Regions from separate parts of the Mus musculus genome. Here region 1 is linked to region 2. A link is a contact called in public promoter capture Hi-C data. All regions are on one chromosome and are shown on one strand. Each heading gives the region's core, a stretch centred on a gene start, on an enhancer-like site or on the middle of the called end of the contact. The rest is flanking DNA. Distances are from core to core; before and after follow the strand shown.

Region 1 (6,122 bases), core at 205-2,704, 1.3 Mb before region 2:
CCTCCATCCCCCCTGAATATGAGTGGGGATGAGAGCCCCTGAGGAAGAGACATGAAAAACATTGTGCTAAGAAGTCAGAGTTCCTCTCCCAAACTCCCTCACTCCCCCCCCCCCACACACACACAACACATCTCACAAATCGATTGGTTGCACAGGCGAAGAAAAAAATCTCAAAGCCCTACAGCTGAGAGAAGACAAAATAAGGCGTGGTAACAAGGTCCCCCAAATTAAACTACATGGCCAGGAGCAACCAGGGAAAGAAAATGCATGCAGTGGCCAGGGTAGGAGCCTATGGGGACACAGTAGAGGCCAGAGTTCCACGTTTTCCTCCTTGATTCCATCTGCATAACGTGGAAATGGATCCCTTGCCTTAGTCTCCAAACCATTGCCCTAAGCCCACGGGAAGTCTGGCTAGCAGCAGGAGCCGAGACACATGACTTTAACCTTCTGGGGCCTTGGAGGTGGCTGCAAAAGTGTGTGCTGGGGGCAGGGAGGAAGAAAGAGCCAGCGTGGATGGGAACCGCTGGGCGCAACACTGCACAGGCAGAGTGGACAAAAAGCTAAAACTCTAGTCTTTGAATCTGGAGAGCAGGAGAAAACAGGAGCTCTTATTGGTGGTTGTCAAGGAGATGGGCCTTGGGGTTTGCTGAACTTCTTCAGTGTCCTGCCTCCCTCCGGAGCTGAGAGAGGCCATTGAGTGCCCGCCAGGCCTCAAGGCCGAGGGGTCAGGTGTAGACCCCGAGCTGGGGGAGGATCTGGGCTAGGGAGACCGCGACGCCACGGTTCTCCCGCCTCGCTGGGCCTGTCACCCGAGGATCTGGGCTTCGCAGAGCAACAAGAGCCTGGGTAGAGAGAGGTCACTCAATCCGGCCTGGTCGCGCGTCCATTCACTGGGAGAACGGTTCTAGGCGCGACACGCGCCTGTCCAAGACAAACACTCCTATAACCATTGTCCTTCGGGGCAGTACTGAAAAGTTCCTTTGATTTTGTACGCAAATTCTGAAGCTATCGTCCAGAGCTTTCACTGCTGACTAGTGTGTGGCTGTCCCCAGCGGCACTTGGCATCCAGTAGCGGCTCAATAAATTCCTATGTATTGGCTGCGTGCTCTTAGCATCTTCTTCACCATCCCTGGGTGCCTCTGGGCCTTTCTTCACCTCTACTCCCCCAACAGAGTGTGTGCATATCTGAAGGGAAACAGACACCCTGGACCTCGGGGATCAGCACACAAAGAGGGACTGGGGAAGAGCAGCCTGCGGCCCAGTCCAGGCCCCGGGTGACACCCTGTACCGCGACCCCAGCTCTCTCGGCTCCCACCCCCCACCTGCCGCCGGCCCCGGGAGAGGAGGCGGGCCCAGACGCCCGCAGGCCACGCCACCCGACGCCCACTGGACGGCCTCCCGCGGAGCTCCGCCCCCCACGGCCGCGGGCCAATGAGCGCGCGGCTGTCAGCTTGTCCTGCGCGCCGGCTATGTGGCTGGGAGCCGGAGCGGTAGCGGAGCTCGCTGCAGACAGGAGCGCTCGCGGAGCGGTCGCTCCGAGCGTCCCGTGCCCCGCACGCCAGCACCCGGCGCGGCCCGCAGCGAGCATGGGCGCGGCGGCCGTGCGCTGGCACTTGTACCTACTGCTCGCTCTGGGAGCGCGCGGGCGGCTGGTGGGGGGCAGCGGGCTGCCAGGTAAGCGCGAGGACCCAGGGGGATGAGGGCGCGCGGGGTCCTACAGGCTGCCACCCCGCGCCGTCGGAGGCCGCCCAGCGCCGGATCCTGCCTCCTTGCAAAGTAACTTCTGCGATCGCCCGGGGCGCCCGGGGCCGGCGGGGGCGGGGTGGACTGAGGCCCCGGGAGGGGAAGCGGGAGGCCAGAGGAAGAAAGGAAGCGCGACGGCCGCCTGCGGGGCCCGGCATGCGTACGGAGACGGGCGGGGACCCCCGAACCGAGAGCGGCGCTCCCCCGGGGCCAAGGACTGGGCAGCTGCCGCGTAGGAGATACCCGGAGGTGGTCAGAAAGGACGCGCTGAGACTGGAGGGAAGGTGGGAAGATAGAGGGACAGACGGACAGGAGCCGAGGCGTAGTGGGAACAGACAAAAGGGCCCAGGAAGAAGCCCTCAGAAAGACAGCCGCGGGAGGGAAGAGGGGAGAGGAGGCAAGGGAGGGGAGCGAGGAGGCAGTGGACAGCGGAATGGAGAAAGGCAGATCAAAGGACAGAGAGGAGGAGACAGATGGACACCAGACAGAGAGACGGGAGGACTCGGAGGGGCGTCGCCGAGGGAGGGGGCCGAGTGAGAGAGGAAGGATGGAGATGTCTGGGAAGAGATGGACAGATGGACTGTCAGACAGGAGGGGGAGAAAAGACGGACAGACGTAGGGAAGGAGGTGGATGAGAACACGAATAACAGAACAGACATCAGAGAGAGGGGGCCGGAGGCACAGGCACAGCCTTTGGTCCAGGCAGAAGGAACTGCTAGGTGGGGGTGTCCCTCCGTGATCTGAGTTTCCCGGAAGGGGCTTCCGGGCAAAGCTGCACACCGAGTCTCTCTTTTCACATTCTTCCTTGTTCTCCTTGGAGAGGGCGAGGAGGTTCCTGCCTGTCTTGCTCTCCGGAGAGTCCCACAGAGATCCAGTGCTAGGGAGTTTATGCTAGTCCATGCTACTCCATTGGCGCTGAGTTTTCTTCCATGCGCCCATTCCAGAAGCTGGGTCCTGTTGAGGATACTAGACAGTCCGTGGGCATTTCTCCCAGGTGTTGGGGGTCCTCACTTTTGTGGGACTATCCTGTGTACCTCTCCCTTCCTCTCTGTCCCTCCTAGTGTCTATCCTCTTCTGCCTTTCCTTACCCTCTGTGGAAGTCTGGTGACTCTGGAGCCCTAACAGCTGAATAAGAAAACCAGAGTTGAAGTGAGCAGCCTATATCTGAGGGTTGCACAGGGATCTGCAGTCTGGCTCAGCCAGGCTACCTTGCTTCCAGGCCAAGTTTATAGTTTGAAAGGCAGACAGCCCCAGCCACCCCTTCCCAAGTTCTGTGTTCCATCCTATGTAGGTGCGAGATAGAAGGGACCCCAGAACCCCAGGAAACTTCCTGACCCTCACTCTCATTCCCTGACCATTAGGAAGTGGAAAGATGAGCCGCTCTTAGAGGTGTCCCATATGGTCTGGCCATCTCTGGCATCCTACCCTTGAAGTAGTGGGTCCCTCAGTGACCAGCTCTCCAGAGAGCCCCTCCCTCTGGCCTCCCTACTGGCCTTGGCTTGTGCTCTCTGGTTTACTATACTGCTTGGTTCTTGCCTCCTGCCTCTGAGCAACTGCAGAGGTGGACCACACACTTGAGCAGAGGTTGCTAGCCTCAGGAGGGATGCTACATGTGTGTACATGTGTGTATCTGCCTTTTGCATGTGTTTTCATGTGCAGGGAAGACTCTCATGTGCTTCTTTCCAATGCCTCTCTCCCCTCTGGTGAGCCGGTATCAGGGAGTCTGGAGTAAAGAAGAGGGGTGGAGCACAGAGCTAGAGCCCAGGGTCCAGCCAGAAGATAAAAAAAATTCAAAGTGGACATTATTGAGTGAGGCCAGATGGATAAAGAGATGGGGACATTTGGAGCTTCCCAGGGGGACTGTCCTCAGGGCAGCTGCTGAAAGTCCCTTGTCTGCTCACCTGAGTCCTTCCGCCTGTCCATCTGTGTGGTGCTCCCAGCCAGCGGGAAGGAGGGGGATGCCCAGACGAGCTCATTCTAGGATGGAGCCTAAGCCAGTAAACAAGCAAGTGAAGGGGTGGAAAGGGACAGAGAGAGAGAGAGAGAGAGAGAGAGAGAGAGAGAGAGAGAGAGAGAGAGAGAGAGAGAGCAGCTTTCTGGATTTATGTGCTAGTGACAGGAGGGAGGGTGCACCAGAGCCCTCTGAGCCTGGATGATGCTGAAGGTCTAGAGGCTGAGCTATGAGTACTGGCTATCTGAAGCCTGGGTTGGCAGAGGGAAAGAAAGGCAGATCCATAGACTCTACTCTGGGTTGGAGCCTAGGGGATGATCCTTCCCACAGTTCCACTGCCTCGGGATCTCACATCTAGGTTATCGGCAGCCTCCTTGGGTGGCCTCTGCTTGGTACCTGTACACCATTCTGCCTTAGTTTTCCAATCTGCCACCCTGAGGTTGGATCTGAGTTCTTTGGAGGACTCTCCAAGAACTCCTCCAAGAAGGAGGAGTGTGGACTTGGAAGGATGCCTGCGGGGAAACCTAGATCCACAGAGAGGTTTTTCTAGTCTTTGGTTTCTCCGTCTAAGTGAGGATAATGGCTATACCTAATGGGACTGTTATGAAAATAAAGACCAGATGTGAGGAGATGTGTGCCTGGCACAGAGAAGCCGCCTCAAGGATGCTACCAATTTGTTCCTTGTCACATCAAACTGGCATGTGACCGTTAATGTTGGCTCTCCCAGTGGTCAGTGGTAGGATGGGGGCACGCACTTACGGCACAGTCTCAGATGTCTTCCCAGCATGCCTCACCTGCACTTCCCCCTCCCCCACAGGAGCCGTGGACGTGGATGAATGCTCAGAGGGCACAGACGACTGCCACATAGATGCCATCTGCCAGAACACACCCAAGTCTTACAAATGTCTCTGCAAGCCCGGCTATAAGGGGGAAGGAAGGCAGTGTGAAGGTGAGTTCCCTCAGCCCTCCCCAAGCCGGGGCCAGAGGGAGGTGGCCGAGGCCTGCCCTGTGGCATAGCAGCAGGCTGATCCTATAGCCCAGCCCTGTGAACATGGGCAGTTCGGGCTTCTGTCAATCCTGCAGGCTTTTCAGGAGACATAGGCTGCTCACCTGGAGGGCAGAAGTTGAATATGTGGGGCACTGGACTCTCACCTAAATTTTAGCTCCCTTTGCCTTGATGATATCAAGGTTGAATGGTTAGTTGTGTGTCTGGCCCTGACTACGTATGAGAATCAGTAAAAGCCCAAGGTGATTCAACTTCTGGGTCCTTAACTTCAGCCTCCAAACCACCATGTGTAGCCTGCAGCTTCTGCAGAAGACCTGCCCACGAGAGGGCTGTGAGGCTGGCTCAGCTGCCTCTCCTCTTTCTAGCCCCAGTCTGTGGTTCAAATCGTTCATCTGTCTGTCTAGCCGCTCGTCCTTCACCTGGGGTGCTGCATTGATGGTTCAGAAACCTGTTCTCCAAGGAAGACATAGTGGCGCATGCCTGAAATCCCAGCATTCAAGAGTCCGTGCCAATCCAGGCATGGTGGTACACACCTCTAATCCCAACACTCAGTAGTAGACAGAGGCAGGTGGATCTCTCTGAGTTTGAAGGTAGCCTGGTCTACAAAAGGAAGTTCCAGGACAACCAAACTTTAAGACAGAAGCCCTGTCTTGAAAAAAAAACCAAAAAATAATTTTTTAAAGATTTATTTATTATTTTATTTATATGAGTACACTGTAGCTGTCTTCAGACAACACCAGAAGAGGTCATCAGATCCCATTACAAATGGCTGTGAGCCACCATGTGGTTGCTGGGAATTGAACTCAGGACCTCTGGAAGAGCAGTCAGTGCTCTTTAACTTCTGAGCCATATTTCCAGCCCCCAAAAATATTTTAAAAAAAGAGAATTTAAAAGATAAAATAGAATAAAAAGAGTTCAAGGCAAGTGGATCTATAGGCTAGACCATCTTAGACACAGTGGGTTTGAGGCTAGCCTGAACTATCTCAAAAGAAAGGAAGGGAGGGAGGGAGGGAGGGAGGGAGGGAGGAAAGGAAGGAAGGAAGGAAGGAAGGAAGGAAGGAAGGAAGGAAGGAAGGAAGGAAGGAAGGAAGGAAGGGTCTCCCCAACAGAGGAATGTGAATCCTCTGTGGTTCTGGGAAGTGGGAGTCTAAGCTACGTCTCATGGTTATTTTGGCCTCATGTGTATTGGGCAGAGCTTAGCTATTGGGGTCTATAAACTGTTCTCCCTGATCACGTACTCCTAACTGAGACCTTCCCTCCCACCATCACTGTACAGAGAAAAATCAAGCATTGATTTCAGTGTCTCCCAAGTTTCACAGCAGCGCAGACAGAACAAAACCCCAGGGTTTCCTATCCTCACTCAGGCTGGTGTTCAGTCTTCAGTGTGGGACTGATAGCCTTGGTCAAGCATTTCGTGAAAAC
Region 2 (6,374 bases), core at 3,138-5,637:
TCTATCATTTCAATGTATGTGGGTTTGTATACCACATGTTTATTTGGGGGTAACAGAGAGTTGGTTCAACCATAAGGAGTTAAAACACTCCTTCTACTGTGTGGCACCAGAAGTTCAAACTCAGACTACTGGGCTGTGAGGCAGATGTTTACTCACAAAGCCATCTCATCAGCCAGGCTGTGACCTGTGACATGCATGTTTTTAACTATTCCAAAAAAAGTTTGGCTTTAGTTCTTTGATGCTTGTGCTATGTTCTTTCTGTCTGTGCACTTACCTCACAAGGGAACACTTACATGATGCAGGAAAATCCAGCCTGAGTCAGCCCATCCCCCACTGGGACCAGCACCCAGGCAGCACTGCTATGTCTCTTTGATAATGTCATTTGTGACACATTCAGGTAGAGATGAGAGACTGAAGGTGTCATCCCAGCACTGACATGCAGGTGTAAGCATCAGGCACCAGAACATACCCTGGAAGTGCCCTGGAGCAAACCAGGAGGAACCCATCAACCTAAGTCTGGCAGTGACCTCAGCAAGTTGTCTCCCTAATCCCCTTTCTGACCATGATCCATGCTGGTGTCCTGACTCCCATGCAGATCTCCTTTCAGGCCCACGTGGGTCTTAAGAAAGACACTTTTCTCTACCCCAACCTATGGTGCCAGACTATGCAACTGTGTTGGGCAGGGCCAAGAATCATGGACAGGAAGAGGAAACATGCAGGACCTCAAACTGCATTAACTAGAGAAACAGATAACCCGGCCTGATCAGGGGCACAAGTCCCTTCTGGTCCACTCCAGCACCAGGGCGTGACTCTAACTAAGGAATTGAAAGATCTGTATGATAAGAACTTCAAGTCTCTGAAGAAAGAAATTAAAGAAGATCTCAGAAGATGGAAAGATCTCCCATGCTCCTGGATTGGCAGGATCAACATTGTAAAAATGGCTATCTTGCCAAAAGCAATCTACAGATTCAATGCAATCCCCATCAAAATTCCAACTCAATTCTTCAACGAATTAGAAAGAGCAATCTGCAAATTCATCTGGAATAACAAAAAACCTAGGATAGCAAAAACTCTTCTCAAGGATAAAAGAAACTCTGGTGGAATCACCATGCCTGACCTAAAGCTTTACTACAGAGCAATTGTGATAAAAACTGCATGGTACTGGTATAGTGGCACACAAGTAGACCAATGGAATAGAATTGAAGACCCAGAAATGTACCCACACACCTATGGTCACTTGATCTTCAACAAGGGAGCTAAAACCATCCAGTGGAAGACAGCATTTTCAACAAATGGTGCTGGCACAACTGGTGGTTATCATGTAGAAGAATGCGAATCAATCCATTCCTATCTCCTTGTACTAAGGTCAAATCTAAGTGGATCAAGGAACTCCACATAAAACCAGAGACACTGAAACTTATAGAGGAGAAAGTGGGGGAAAGCCTCGAAGATATGGGCACAGGGGAAAAATTCCTGAATAGAATAGCAATGGCTTGTGCTGTATTATCAAGAATTGACAAATGAGACCTCATGAAACTGCAAAGCTTCTACAAGGCAAAAGACACCGTCAATAAGACAAAAAGGCCACCAACAGATTGGGAAAGGATCTTTACCTATCCTAAATTGAATAGGGGACTAATACCCAATATATATAAAGAACTCAAGAAGGTGGCCTCCAGAAAATCAAATAACCCCATTAGAAAATGGGGCTCAGAGCTAAACAAAGAATTCTCACCTGAGGAATACCGAATGGCTGAGAAGCTCCTGAAAAAAATGCTCAGCATCCTTAATCATCAGAGAAATGCAAATCAGAACAACCCTGAAATTCAATCTCACACCAGTCAGAATGGCTAAGATCAAAAATTCAGGTGACAGCAGATGCTGGTGAGGATGTGGAGAAAGAGGAACACTCCTTCATTGTTGGTGGGATTGCAAGCTTGTACAACCACTCTGGAAATCAGTCTGGCAGTTCCTCAGAAAATTGGACATAGTACTACCAGAGGATCCCGCAATACCTCTCCTGGGCATATATCCAGAAGATGTCCCAACCGGTAAGAAGGACACATGCTCCACTATGTTCATAGCAGCCTTATTTATAATAGCCAGAAGCTGGAAAGAATCCAGATGCCCCTCAACAGAGGAAAGGATACAAAAAATGTGGTACATTTACACAATGGAGTACTACTCAGCTATTAAAAAGAATGAATTTATAAAATTCATAGACAAATGGTTGGACCTGGAGGGCATCATCCTGAGTGAGGTAACACAATCACAAAAGAACTCAAATGATATGTACTCACTGATTAGTGGATATTAGCCCAGAAACTTAGTATACCCAAGATATAAGAGACAATTTGTAAAACACATGAAACTGAAGAAGAATGAAGACCAAAGTGTGGACACTTTGCCCCTTCTTAGAATTGGAAACAATCACCCATGGAAGGAGTTACAGAGACAAAGTTTGGAGCTGAGACAAAAGGATGGACCATCTAGAGACTGCCATATCCAGGGATCCATCCCACAATTAGCCTCCAAACGATGACACCATTGCATACACTAGCAAGCGTTTGCTGAAAGGACCCTGATATAGCTGTCTCTTGTGAGACTATGCCGGGGCCTAGCAAACACATAAGTGGATGCTCACAGTCAGCTATTGGATGGATCACAGGGCCCCCAGTGGAGGAGCTAAAGAAAGTAACCAAGGAGCTAAAGAGATCTGCAACCCTCTAGGTGCAACAACATTATGAACTAACCAGTACCCCGGAGCTCTTGACTCTAGCTGCATGTGTATCAAAAGATGGCCTAGGCGGCCATCACTGGAAAAAGAGGCCCATTGGACACGCAAACTTTATATGCCCCAGTACAGGGGAACGCCAGGGCCAAAAAGTGGGAATGGGTGGGTAGGGGAGTGGGGGGGAGGGTATGGGGGACTTTTGGGATAGCATTGGAAATGTAATTGAGGAAAATACGTAATAAAAAATATTAAAAAATAATAAAATAATAAAAATAAATAAATAAAATATTTGAAAGAAAAAAAAAGATGCAGAGTGCCCGCTGCCTGGCGCCTGACTTCGGCCCCCATGTCAGCAGATGCCCGCTTCCTTGTTCTTTGTAAAATTCCCCCTTGACCCCGCCCCTACTCCCCATGATGTATGCTTTTAAAACAAGGCACCTCAGCCTAATAAACGAGACCTTGTTAGGTACCATCTTCTTGGTCTCCTGCCTCTCCTTCCCTTCCTCCAATTTCCTTCCAGGCTTGCGGAACCCCTCGCACCCACGGGAGGGGATAATGCTCCAGCCTCCCTTCTGGCACATCGAAGGAGCAACAGAGAGAGCCTGCCTAGATTCCACAGTGACTTCCAAGCCTATGATCTTTAGAGGTCTGGAGCCCAACAAGGACAGAGACTGAGCCTCTGCTGACCCTAGTGAATGATGAGCTATGTGTGGGTGTACAGCAGTGACCAGCACACAGTAGCCATTTGTTTGAAGGCTCAGGAGTCATCATTCTTTTTTCCTCTTGGCTGCTCACCCTGGCCACAGACCTCTGGCATGAGGAAGAAAACTACCTTACGTATCTCCAGATGGAAGACTCTTGCCAGGTGAGATTGACCCACCACGAAACAAAGGGTGGATAAGAGACAGAGGCCAGCATGTGACACGTCCATGGACCAAATTAGTGCCCCCCCCCCAAGGTTCTCAGACCACTTCTCCACTTCTTCATACTGGGTCTGATAACTTCTGTGTTGTGTATCTTGCTGCCTGATTAATTGGATGATGACAGACCTATACTGAAGATGGCAGTGCTCCGGTTGTGCTACCCCACTGGACCTCACTTACCAGCAGAGCCTTTAGCTGCCTTCCCACCACTACCTTTCACTTCCCCATAGCAAGTCTAGGTAACCTCCCACTACTGGCCCTCACTCGCCCACAGGGATTTCAGCTGCCATTCCCGACTGCCCTGCTTTTGCCCATTGGGGCTCCAGCCTCATCTGGAAACAGCCTCCCACTGCTCACACACACAGAAGTGATTGACATGATGCCAGTCAACCCTCATGTCTGCCAGGAAAGTGCTCCATGAAGATCTAGGAGGTCTCATTCCTCTCTGAGGCAATGTCCTCAAGCCCTCTAAGATTTGCATGAGTAGCAAACCCGATGAATTTCCTGCACACAATGATCAGAACATTCGTCCTGAAGCAGGAGTCCACGAGATATCTGCCTACCATGTTCAGCCCAGCAGAATCAGAATGCTAAACTCCTGAAAGGAACTGAACATCACTAGCTCCTCCCTACAGGTGGACAAACAAAACACAGTGTTGGGGCAGGACACAGAGGACAAAGGGCAACCCTGGCACTCCTTTATAAGGCAGCAGGATCCAAGCTTGGGCCAGTCTGATTCTAGGTGTTACATTGAGTGTTGTTCATTGGTCTCTGGAAAGCCTGGGCAGAAGTGGGGTAGCCATGGAGCTGCTGACTGGGGCTGGCCTGTGGTCTGTGGCCATATTCACCGTTATCTTCATATTACTGGTGGACCTGATGCACCGGCACCAGCGCTGGACTTCTCGCTACCCACCGGGCCCTGTGCCATGGCCTGTGCTGGGTAACCTGCTGCAGGTGGACCTGGATAACATGCCATACAGCTTGTACAAGGTGAGTGACTCAGCAATGGATGGTATGTGAGGTTATAGTGTCCATAGTGGCACATAGTAGGGTTTGAGCCACAGTTTAGTGGCTAGATCTAGATCCCCAAGAGGGAATAGGCTTAGACATGTTTTTGTGGCAGCCACTGGGAATTTGTAGGGCAAAGGATTGGGGGAATAAAATCCAAGGGTGAAGCAAGGTATGAAAGGAATGTTCAGCCTAGTTGGACAGGACAGGAACTGTAGAGGTCCCAAGTACTTTATGTTCCTGTCAATGATGAGGTCTTGATATGCTGTGAAGTCTACCACTCCATGTCAGTCGTGACACTGAGTGGAGAGAGGGACTGTGGCTGCGTGAATCTCTTGCTTCTGTGTGCTCTCTGGACTCACTGCTCATCAAGAGGAACCAGAGTTTTTTTCACGTATATTGACATACTAAAAGAACCCAAGATAGGTTTCTGGGTCTGGCCAGGGAACTGCTGGGGTGTGACATCTACTATGACACCTTTGCTAAACTTAAAAGATAAGACACCACATTAGTAGGCCTCCTCACGCATGGGATGGAGCTCAATGAAGAGCATTTTCCCAGGATATATGAGCAAGGTTCAATAACAAGCAAGATACACACAAATAGATATGTACACATGCAAATACAGAGACAGAGAGATACATGGAGTCACATACACATATGCACACATACTTAAATTCACATACACAAACATGCATATGTAAACATACACAAATGTGCACTCACACACAAAGAAACTGCCTGGCACCCTCTCACTTTGACATTGTTGTGCAGTGAAACTGGTTCTATTATCTGTGGGCACCTCTACTTCCTATGTGCTTTGTCCCTCTACGTCAGCTTCAAAACCGCTATGGTGACGTGTTCAGCCTGCAGATGGGCTGGAAGCCTATGGTTGTGATCAATGGACTGAAGGCAATGAAGGAAGTGCTGTTGACCTGTGGAGAGGACACTGCTGACCGCCCTCAAGTGCCCATCTTTGAGTACCTGGGTGTGAAGCCTGGATCCCAAGGTAAAGGGCTGTGTGGACGGTGGATTTGGGTTCAGACGTGTGGGAATAAGCTGAGGAAGCACAGGTTATGAATGTGGGTGGGAATGTGGTCAAGCAATTCACAGAAGAGTCACTGGAATCCAGGAGGACTACCCAGAAGGCATGCACTGGATTGTGATAGCAAGGTTTTGAGAGGCTCATGGCCAGGACAGAACACAGAAAAGAGAATTGAGGAGAGAAGGAGACAGTAGAGTTGGGCATTCTTGGTTACATACCGATGTGTCTGCAGGTGTGGTCCTTGCACCCTACGGGCCCGAGTGGCGAGAGCAGAGGCGATTCTCTGTGTCTACCCTGCGCAACTTTGGCCTGGGCAAGAAATCACTGGAGGACTGGGTGACCAAGGAGGCCAGACACCTCTGTGATGCCTTCACCGCCCAGGCTGGTGGGTGATGGGTGAGGGATGTAGCTGGGCACAGGGAGACATGGGCAGTCCATTGACTTGCTTGCATCTCCATTCCATATCCACTCCCAGGGCAGCCCATCAATCCCAACACCATGCTGAACAACGCTGTGTGCAATGTGATTGCATCTCTCATTTTTGCCCGTCGCTTTGAATATGAAGACCCTTACCTCATCAGGATGCAGAAAGTACTGGAAGATAGTTTGACAGAAATCTCTGGCTTAATTCCTGAGGTAGGAGGTTCAGGGCAGGCTACAGAGC

Evidence for each region. Capture Hi-C pulls out chosen DNA fragments and counts their contacts.
Region 1: a promoter capture Hi-C map of liver shows a contact between it and region 2, with 4 times the contacts expected there. The contact joins the promoter of Scube1 here to the promoter of Cyp2d10 in region 2. A contact is called at or near these places in 1 of 39 promoter capture datasets (embryonic stem cells) and 1 of 9 other capture datasets (liver).

The regions. Positions count from the first base shown.
Region 1 is chr15:83,720,371-83,726,492 of GRCm38.p6, reverse strand. Scube1 (signal peptide, CUB domain, EGF-like 1) reads left to right here and starts at 1,454. Exons shown (of 22, transcript NM_022723.3): 1 at 1,454-1,674; 2 at 4,512-4,643. The coding sequence starts at 1,587.
Region 2 is chr15:82,405,207-82,411,580 of GRCm38.p6, reverse strand. Cyp2d10 (cytochrome P450, family 2, subfamily d, polypeptide 10) reads left to right here and starts at 4,387. Exons shown (of 9, transcript NM_010005.3): 1 at 4,387-4,647; 2 at 5,503-5,674; 3 at 5,943-6,095; 4 at 6,186-6,346. The coding sequence starts at 4,459.